Regions from separate parts of the Sus scrofa genome. Here regions 1 and 2 are each linked to region 3. A link is a contact called in public HiChIP or PLAC-seq data. All regions are on one chromosome and are shown on one strand. The core of a region is the stretch at or near the end of the contact, and the rest is flanking DNA. Distances in the headings are between cores, read along the strand shown.

Region 1 (3,198 bases), core at 518-3,017, 190 kb before region 3:
ATTTATGTCATAAAAATCTAGATTTTTCAAATACTCCTAAAACACTGGAATTCAAGTGGACAGTCCTTTGGTCTGTATAAATATCTACTTCCGCTTAGGACAAAACACACCTGTTCCACATTGTCACTTTGCTGGTTTGTTATCTGCAAATCCCCTGTAGGCCCTTGAGTTTGGACCCTGACAGCTGAGTTATGGCTCAGTTAAATACTGAAATGCATATAATGAGATAAACACAATATCATACATCTATATGTAGTGGTGTGGAAAGATCACCAAGATATATTGTTGGGTGCAAAAAATAAAGACGTAGAACCACTATGTATAAAATAATCCTGTTTTGGTAACCAATAAATTATATATTCGTATATTTACACAAGAATGTAAGCTCTGAAGCTCAGAGATTTTTATCTGTTTTATTGCTATGTTCCAGTGCCTAAAAGAGTGCCTGGCATATACCGGTACTAAATACATGTCTTGAATAAGTACATATATAGAAATGTGTAAAAGTGTTGGGAGATACACACTAAATGATTAATTCTGTCAAGGGGCTGAGATTCGGGAGGGGTGATGATCAAGGGAGATTTCTGGTTTTGTTTCATATAGTTTGACTCTTACCAGGATAACATAATATCGTATTGGTTGCATACGTTTTTAAAAATGAAAGAAAAGTGGCCCAGCACAAAATACCCTAGGGGACCAACCAAGATTTAAAGTTAGGCTCAACTGAAACCATCCAGAGAAAAACAAATGGGGATAAAAATAAAGTTCTGCATTTATGAGGGAAGAAAGTTAATCAAAATACTTAACCACCAGCTCAGAATTAACCAGCAGGGTGATGAGTCAGCTGAGACACGACGAAATCCAGCCCCTCTGAATAGGTGATGAGGTTCCATCCATAACCACAGGGTTCCCTGGTGGTATCACATTTTCTGGTTTTTGCTTTTTGTTTTTCAGTTCTGTGTCCACAAGTTCATGCAGGCCTTTTACCTAATGTATCAGAAGGTGCCCGGGTTGGTATGTTTTTAAAAAAGGACTTAAGAAGCTGGGGTAGGCAGCAAAAAAACAGGAAGAGCGGGGCGCTTTAATGCTCGTGTTTGGAGATCAGACATTACTTCTCAAAGGGAGGACTGGCCTGGCTCAGTGACAAGCAGCTGTTCAGAGGCCTTTGAGAATAGGTGGTCTCAGCAGATTCGGAGGCGTTCGGGGCAAATGAACACCCCACAGGGGACTTCTCAATGCTGTGTTTGGAAGCAGCTCTTCTCTAGGTTCAACTATCACTCAACAGCCCTCTCTCTTATTCCCCAGGTTTGGAGTCAAGCGATTGTCATGCTCCCAGGAGCAGTATGTTCACAGCTGTGCCGAGACAGCAGGAGTGAAGACACTGGGACGGTTCGGACAGATCCCAGCGGTGTGACTGGCAGAACGCAAAGCAAGCTGTTCACCACGAAGACAGTGTCCGAGCCCCGCAAGTGTGCCCGCTCTGGGCCGCCGGGGCCCCTGCTCGGCTAGGAGCCGGGCTCTGACTGGGCTCTACCCAGGCCGCTGGGCGGCACCTTCCGCTCCACAACCTCGGCGTTCTGGCCACACAGGCCTAGAAGATTCCCAGCAACAGTTCTGTAAAACTGGACCTCCCAGCGGTCACACCTGACCGCGGTCTGGAGGAGCCCCAGCGGGAAGCGACAGTCACCGTCGAAGGGGCGGGACGAACGCGACAGGCCCCGCCCCACAGCCCTCCGCGGCGTTCCACCGGAAGTCGGGCTAGATCCCCCCTTCCAGCGTCGCGTGTGACGTCACGATTCCGCCGGAAGTCTGGGGACGCGCCCTAGAGGCGCTGGCGGGGTGCAGTTGGCGGTTGGCGGATCCCGGCGGTAAGTCCGCCTCTGCTAGCTTTTAGGTACCCCTGCTGGCTCAGGGGGGTTGGTCTCCCTGTCTGACCCGCCCTTCCCCCTTTTGTGTGGGGCTGCAGCTCCGCCTTCGCCCCGCCCGGCGCCCGGACACCTCCAGTGTTCCCTGTAATCTTGTCTCACCCGTCCCGGGTTCCAGCTCCCCGGGGAAGCACGGGCCAGGCCCACCTGCTGGAATCTTCGGACCAAGAGTATCCTTGGAAATGCCTTTCTGTTGGGTCCCCAGCGGGAACTCCTCAGGCATAGGAATAAACACCAGAGATCCAGAAGCTCCCAATTAGCTTTTCCACTCGAAATCTCATAACTCTGTTCACCTTGCGGGGTCTCAACAGCGCCCCCCCCCCCAACTTTCAGATTCTTTTCCACACTGTATTCAGCCCCTGACTCCTAGCCTGTCACGTTATGTGAATGTCGAATTGATGTCTCTGCAGCCCGATCCAGTCTCCTAGAGGAATCATGTCTCCTGAAGTTTTGGGTGCCACCTGTTGTGCCAGGCGTACGCCGCTGCACAAGAGGAGATGCCATTTGAATTCTCAGTGAATGTTCGAAGGAGGAATGTCCGAACTGCCGGCTGAAAGCTATGCAAACAAAATAAATATATAGGCTGGGGATCCTGAATCACCTCGTGAGAATTGCTGCTCTTTGTTTCCTATCTTATCTCATGAAGAGTTTTTACGTTTAGCTATCTCAGTTGGAAGTCCCTCCCAGAATATTTGCTAAGGCCAAAAGTAACTGTTTCCAGTTTATTAACACAGGTCTGTGTCTTGGCCTTGGTCCCTGTGGGTGATGCCGGGTTGTTGTGGTCACCGTCCTGGAAGGATGTTTTTTGGGACGCCATGCCTTATTCTGGCTGTGGGCCCCTGACTGCCCCTAGTGGATGCTTCTTCCAATAGTATCGTCAGCAAATTCTTTAGGGGTACATTTTGTATCAAGGTCCTTGAGAATATTTATATTTGGGAAAGTAAAAGAATGATTTATTGCTGGAGCAGGGGAGGCAAGTGCATTTTGCATATTATTCCCCTCAAATGTTGGTATTTTCAGGCAGGAGATGCTGCAGAGCAGACCGCAGTGGTTTGATTAGGAAACTTTTGAAGGAGGACCAGCTGGGAAGCCCCATTGACAGTGTGTGGTTTTTTTTTTTTTTTTTTTGCCTTTTCTGGGGCTGCTCCCGCAGCATATGGAGGTCCCCAGGCTATGGGTCCAATCGGAGCCGCAGCCGCAGCCACCGGCCTATGCCAGAGCCACAGCAACGCAGGATCCAAGCCATGTCTGCAACCTACACCACAGCTCACGG
Region 2 (3,554 bases), core at 802-3,301, 170 kb before region 3:
ACGGAGGTGGAGCTGGGGAGCAGATGTGTGGATCAGACCGTGGCGGGTGGGTGCTGGCCCTGCCGCGTGTCACAGCCTCGCTGCCTAACATGCTGCTTCCTCTTCGTCCCCAGTACCTGTTCCTGACCTTCCCGAGGATCGTCTTCCTTTTGGGCTTTGTCCTGGTGCTGAGCTTCCTCCTGGGGGGCTACCTGTGCTTTGCTCTCTACCTGGCTGCCACCAACCAGACCACTAACGAGTGGTACCGAGGCGACCGGGCCTGGTGCCAGCATTGCCCCCACGCGGCCCAGACCCCATCAGCAGAGCCCCGGGTTTACCGGAACGCGTACTGCCGTGGGCTTTGGAGCAACCTTCAGGAGATCTTTCTACCTGCTGCTGCACATTATGAAAGAAAGAAGAAATAAGAATGGGAAGAGTGGCGTTCCCTTCGTGGCTCAGTGGTTAACGAACCCAACTAACATCCCTGAGCTGGTGGGTTCGGTCCCTGGCCTCGCTCAGTGGGTTAAGGATCCGGCGTTGCCGTGAGCTGTGGTGTAGGTTGAAGACACGGCTCAGACCTGGCGTTGCTGTGACTGTGGTGTAGGCCGGTGGCTACAGCTCCGATTGGACCCCTAGCCTGCGAACTTCCATATGCCACAGGTGCGGCCCTGAAAAGTGGAAAAAAAAGGGGGGTGGGTGGGAGAGTGTTACTGCCTTTTAAATATAGTCTACATTATTTATACATATGTATGCTGACTTTCTAAGCATTGGTTTTTGGGTTTTTTTTTTTCTCGTTTCTGCTATACTTAGGAATCGGCTTTCAGTGGCTAAGGAGGGGAGGAGAAAACTAGTGTCCACTGAGGGCTCCATCCCTGCCAGGTGCCAGGCTGATAAATCCTGTGGCAGAAATGCCCCTTGCTTACCCTCTGCTCACTCAGCCAGATGGATAGGAGCATCCCTGAAGTCCTGGTGCCAAGGGGATCAACACTGGCTTCTCAGAGGTTCCAGCTGACCCTGGTCTGCTGGGCTCCTGGACAGGAGGAGCCTTAGGGCTGTGTCCCCTGACAGGCCGGAGGCCCTCAGTGCCTTGGAGGTGCTCTTGGCTGCACCCTCTTTGATGTCCTTTCCGTCTTTCCCAGGGAAAGGCCTCGGCTCCCCCCCACCCCTAGACTCTTTTTATCTTAACCACATCCAGCATCCTCACGTAGGCCCACCCTCAGGCCACAATGGGCTTTCACAGAAGGCATATTCCTGTGGCTTCTTGCTCGCCCTCCACTGGCCTCTTGCGGCCACATTCACGTAATTTCCGCCCTGTTTTTAAAATCCCATGCTAAGCATCCAGTGAATTGATTGCAGAGGATGAAGGCAGGAAGAGATTCATACAAAGTGCCGAGGGTTTTTAGGTTTTCCGGTCTTAGTCTTCAGGAGCAGGACACCTGATTCCCATGGCTCTCCCAGGCTAGGCCGGGCCTCTGGAGGGGACTGGGGAATAGCGACTCTGTGATAGGCTGCCTTATCTGTCACTGCAGCCCTGTGAGTTCAGAGGAGATGCAATCTTCACCTTTAAGACGAGTGGCTGAGGCCTGAGCCAGGGCCCTGCTGCCCATCCCTGTCCTTGGAAAAGCTCGCTGCAGTCACATGCTTTGAACCCCAGGCAGAGGAAGCCAGGGGAGCTTCGGGCGGCTCTTGCGGGAGTCGGGATCGATAAGACCCCGGGGCCCTCACTGGTGGGTGTGGCACCCCAGCTCGGCGGGGCGGCGCGGAACCCAGGCGCAGGGCGGCCCCTTCCGCGCCCGCGGGCCGCGCCGCCAGGTGGCGCCCTGCCGAGGGCGGGCCCTCGCCGCCGCCTTCGCTTGGCCCCTGCGGGCCGCCGTCGCCGCGCTCGGTCTTCCGCCGCCGTTCGGCTCAGCGGCGGCGGGTTCCCAGTGCTCTCGGTCGCGCCGCAGTCGCACCGCCGGGGCGCCCGCTGGCCGCCGGCGCCGGCGATGGCCCCCTGAGCAAGCCCGAGCGGGTGGCGGCGGGCGGGCGGGCGCCGCGGCCCAGGCACGGGGTCGGCGGGCGGAGTCCGGGTCGCGACCTCTTTGTCTCCGCAGCGGCGGGCGCGACCGCGGGGCCCGGGGCGGAAGTCCCGACGCGCTCCCGGCGCCCCGGGCCGCCGCGGCCGCACCATGAGCGACATCCGTCACTCGCTGCTGCGCCGCGACGCGCTCAGCGCCGCCAAGGAGGTGCTGTACCACCTGGACATCTACTTTAGCAGCCAGCTGCAGAGCGCGCCGCTGCCCATCGTGGACAAGGGCCCCGTGGAGCTGCTCGAGGAGTTCGTGTTCCAGGTGCCCAAGGAGCGCGGCGCGCAGCCCAAGGTGCGGCGGGCGGCCGGATCAGCAACCCCGGCTCCCTTTCCCCCTCCCGGTGACATGCATCGGCCAGACCACACACTCCCTTGCTCTCAGGGGCTCCGTTCTCGCGCTTGGCCTTGCTCCGTTTTGCGGGGCGTGTGACAGCCATGGCTCTTTGGTGTTGAAAGGAAGAGACTTTAAAGACCTGTTACGGAGAATCTTAAGCCGCAGTAGGTCATCTAAAAAACACCCCAGGATGATGCGTAATGACATAGAGTGACATTCTCTGAGATTAACAGTAGAGTTCCACTCCGGGGACCCGGGATTCAAAGAGGTGAACAATTCCCGGGGGAAAGTAGCGTATTTTGTGTTTTTACTGTGTGAACAGATTGGCTAAATGTGTCATCGCTTCTCCTGGATTTGTTTTGCAGAGATTGAATTCGCTTCAGGAGCTCCAACTTCTTGAAATCATGTGCAATTATTTCCAGGAGCAAACCAAGGATTCTGTCCGGCAGATTATCTTCTCATCCCTTTTCAGCCCCCAAGGGAACAAAGCCGATGACAACAGGATGAGCTTGTTGGGAAAACTGGTCTCCATGGCAGTGGCTGTGTGTCGAATCCCAGTGTTGGAGTGTGCAGCCTCTTGGCTCCAGGTACTTCTCTAGAAATAGAGTCTCTTCTCTTGAGGGTCTCTGAGGAGGGGTTTACTATCAGGATTTTTAACTTCATTGGATTTCTAGAGGGGCCATTTCCACATGTTAGCTCCTTGATTCACTGCCCTGTTTGCTGATACCCAGACCTATATTCACAGGTGAGCACCATACTTGGGAAAACAGTAGTTTCTTAATGGTAGGTGAATTTTAAAAGGCTCCATCTTCAGAACAAGTGACAAATTATTTTTCTTAGTTGAAAACAATAAGGTAGGATTTCGGAAACAGCTGTGCACGCAGCCTCAAAAAAAGGATTTTTTTTTTTAAGGATCATTATATGTCAGATTGTGACATTGCTTGTTTGTTTGTTTTGCTTTTAGCTTATAGGGCTGCAGCTGTGGCATATAGAAGTTCCCAGGCTAGGGGTCAAGTTCTCAGGCTAGGTTCCCAGGCTACTGCTGCCGGCCTACACCACAGCCACAGCAACTGGGGATTGGAGCTGCGTCTGCAACGTACACCACAGCTCATGGCAACCCTGGACCCCCAGTCCACTGAGCAGGCCAGGGATTGAACCCACGTCCTCAGGAGT
Region 3 (3,376 bases), core at 855-3,354:
AGCCACAGCAGGCACATCAAAAAAAAATTTTTTTTTTCTGTTTTTTTTTTGCCATTTCTTGGGCCACTCCCGCGGCATATGGAGGTTCCCAGGCTAGGGGTCAAATCGGAGTTGTAGCCACCAGCCTACGCCAGAGCCACAGAAACTCGGGATCCGAGTCAAGTCTGCGACCTACGCCACAGCTCATGGCAATGCCGGATCCTTAACCCACTGAGCGAGGCCAGGGATCAAACCCGCAACCTCATGGTTCCTAGTCGGATTTGTTAACCAATGAGCCACGATGGGAACTCCAAAATTTTTTTTTTAACAAGGAAAAACCAAAGCATTCTGGCAGGACAATGCAAGTCAAGAAGTGGATGGTAATTATCTTTTCTTTTTTTTTTGGGGGGGGGGTGGAAATGGACGTCAAGAACACAGGCTTATACAGTGGCTTTAAGAGCGATGGAAAATCATGGGCTCTACAGGGAACCTGACCTGCTCCTTTATGTTCTGACTAACCACATATTTTCTCTATGTTTACTTTCCTGTCTTAAATTCTGAACTATTTGCCTCCTAAGGTACTGTTACAAAACAAAGTAAAGCGTACAAAACATAAACAGGAAAACTCACCAGAGATTGATTCATTTTCTGCTGCTCTTGGAAAAACATGCAGGACTGTGAAAGTGGAGGCCCACCTGGTGGAGGAAAACGCAGGCAGTGAAGCTATGGAAGAATTCACCAAGGAAACGCTTTCATACAGGGCACCTGTGCTCAGGCTCCATGAGAGAAATCTGGGGGAGATTGTCTTTACCCTGTAGAAGGTCCTGGAAGAGTCAAGAGGGAGCCCTCACCCACACACCTGTAACTCCCACTTGTCAGTGGTGATTGTGTGGGTACATTTTCTCATCAGTGAATGACCACAGAACCCTATTACAATAATCCTCCAATATTAAATATAAAATTTAATAAACAGTTATAGACGTCTCTTCTTACTAACCCCCATTAACAACTCAAACTCAGAAAATCCAAAGATGCTCTGAGTAAAGGGATACAAGCAGGAGCGGCTCAGACTTTCAATTACCTGGACAAGTATCGTACATCGCACTGTAAGCGCGACGCTCAAAAAAACTTTTTATTGAGAAACTAACTTTAAGTGGACAGACCACTGGCCTGCGACTTTGAGTCCTGTAAGCAATCCCACCTACAGACCCGGTGACCTGGCACAAGTTCCTCCCTTCTCAGGTCCAATCTCCTCTACCCTCAACCAAGGCAGTAGGACAGGTGCCTCGCAGATTCATTCCTCACTCCACTGTGTGGTTCTGCAGGGCAGAACCTGGAGAGGAGTCAGCGGACACTTACATTAGAGAACCACGGTGCTGATGGGCCTTTACAGACCCGTGCGGAATCCCTAGAGAGCGAGGGGCAGGAGTGTAGGGATGTGGAGAAAGGAGGGGACGCAGCACGTCCGCGGCGGAGCCTCTAACCACTGCTCCCCCAGGACCCCCGGAACTCCCAGCCGGCCCTGCCCTTTGATCTCTGGGAAGCGGTGAAACCCTCCTGGTTGCTCTCTCCTGGGGCTCGGGGTGGGCTTCCTCCAACCCTGCTACCCGCCGATGCACGACTTACCTGTCGGGACTCGCTGACCCGCCCGGGGCTCCCGAAGCTCCAGGCCGGGGGTGGCTCCTCCGGCGAGTGCCTCTCCCGGGGTCCCTCCTCTCCGCTTCTCGAGGTCGCTGGGCTCGAGGAGCCGACTCTGGGCCTAGGGGACAAGCTCCCTTCAGGAGAACTTCCCTTCCTGAGGCCTAAGTCGACCTCCAGGGACCTCACCGTCCCGCGCGCTACAGACGGTCGGGCCCGGGCCCGGCCGCCCCTGCCCGCCTGGCCCCTCAGCCCCTCCTGCCCAGGCCGGGGGCTCCGGGGCTCGAGCTCGGAAGTCCCCGCTCGAGCCTCCACCCGGCCCGCGCGAACCCTCGCCCGCACAGCCCGCACCCGCTGGGTGCAGGCCCCGCCGGACGGCGCCCAGCCCCGCAGGCCCCAGAACCCTCGCCAGCCGGAGGCCAGAGCCTGGGAACGAAGGCCAGCGGCGACCGGGGCACCGACAGGAAACGGCTGCGGCGAGGCGGCAGTGCGCAGGCGCGAACACGCGCCCAGGGCGAGGCGCACAAACACTGGAGGGCGCCGGAAGTCCGCCTGCCAGGGCTCACAGCGAGGAGCCAGACACGCCGCCGGACTCTATTGCCCATAAGCCTCTGCGCCGTCAAGTTAGGGAACGTCGTAAATGTATCCGCTTCATCAGGCGGTTAAGAGGTGCTGTGCTGAGAGGACTGGCTGCCTGGAGCGGGAACTCAAGTCGCATTTGTCTTCGTTCCTGTTAAGGATCAAGGAAAGGTGTGACCTCAAGCAGGGCTGTTTGATGGCCTCCTGGAGCCCTGATGCTTAGCATGCCTGAGATATTTCTGGTTAGAACTGAGATTTCCCCATAACCAGGAGAGGAGAAGGAGTTTATCTTGTTCACGTAACTGAAATACTGGAAGTTTTCATTAAAACTAAAAGTTTGGAATAAAATAAATGCCCAGACATGATATAAAATAATATTCCCAAGGGCATAAGGTTTATCCAAGGAAGGAAAAGAAAACAGACATTGTAGCTTATCTAGATTACACAACTAACGCATTAAAAACTGCAGAAAAATCGGAAGTTCCCGTCGTGGCTCAGGGGTTTACGAATCCAACTAGGAACCATGAGGTTGCGGGTTCGATCCCTGGCCTCGCTCAGTGGGTTAAGGATCCGGCATTGCTGTGGTGTGGGTCGCAGACACGGCTCGGACCCCGAGTTGCTGTGGCTGTGGTGTAGGCTGGTGGCTACAACTCCGATTTGACCCCTAGCCTGGGAACCTCCATATGAGGGTGCGGCCCTCAAAAACCGTAGAAAAATCAACTAGAGAAAAAAACAACAGGAGTTCCTTCATGGCTCAGTGGTTGGAGACCCAACTAGCATCCATGAGGACACAGGTTCCATCCCTGGCCTCGTTCAGTGGGTTAAGGATCCAGCGTTGCCATGAACTGTGGTGTAGGTCGCAGACACAACTCAGATCCCCAGGTTGCAGTGGCTGTGGTGTAGGCTGGTGGCTACAGCTCCCATTGGACCCCTAGCCTGGGAACCTCCCTATGTCATGGGTGCGGCCCTAAAAAGACAAAAAGACCAAAAAAAAAAAAAAAAAAAAGAGAGAGAGAGAGAGAAAAAAAAAACCCCACAGATACTGGGGATCTTAGCAGTCAAAGAGGATAGTGTAAAATCATAAGGACGATGATTTATCACTTTTTTGGGGAAATAATGTAACTGTGTTCTTGGCCAACTTTTTCTTCAAAGCTGGTATGGAAAAAATTAAAATAAAATT

Evidence for each region. HiChIP or PLAC-seq counts read pairs in DNA pulled down with a chosen protein or histone mark.
Region 1: an H3K27ac HiChIP or PLAC-seq map of alveolar macrophages shows a contact between it and region 3. The contact joins the promoter of ZDHHC4 here to the promoter of ZNF12 in region 3. A contact is called at or near these places in 1 of 5 promoter capture datasets (liver), 1 of 47 Hi-C or Micro-C datasets (heart right ventricle) and 1 of 2 datasets of contacts at active chromatin or transcription factors (alveolar macrophages).
Region 2: a contact with region 3 is called in an H3K27ac HiChIP or PLAC-seq map of skeletal muscle. The contact joins the promoter of C3H7orf26 here to the promoter of ZNF12 in region 3. A contact is called at or near these places in 2 of 5 promoter capture datasets (fetal liver and liver) and 2 of 2 datasets of contacts at active chromatin or transcription factors (alveolar macrophages and skeletal muscle).

The regions. Positions count from the first base shown.
Region 1 is chr3:4,642,311-4,645,508 of Sscrofa11.1, reverse strand. ZDHHC4 (a long non-coding RNA gene) reads left to right here and starts at 1,767. Exons shown (of 8, transcript XR_002342216.1): 1 at 1,767-1,868; 2 at 2,336-2,529. It overlaps LOC110259843 (a long non-coding RNA gene), which reads right to left and starts at 1,672. Exons shown (of 4, transcript XR_002342218.1): 1 at 808-1,672.
Region 2 is chr3:4,625,470-4,629,023 of Sscrofa11.1, reverse strand. C3H7orf26 reads left to right here and starts at 2,051. Exons shown (of 6, transcript XM_021086073.1): 1 at 2,051-2,339; 2 at 2,747-2,968. The coding sequence starts at 2,148. ZDHHC4 (a long non-coding RNA gene) reads left to right here. Exons shown (of 8, transcript XR_002342216.1): 8 at 114-729.
Region 3 is chr3:4,453,739-4,457,114 of Sscrofa11.1, reverse strand. It overlaps ZNF12 (zinc finger protein 12), which reads right to left and starts at 2,104. Exons shown (of 5, transcript XM_005653056.3): 1 at 1,606-2,104; 2 at 610-674. The coding sequence starts at 648.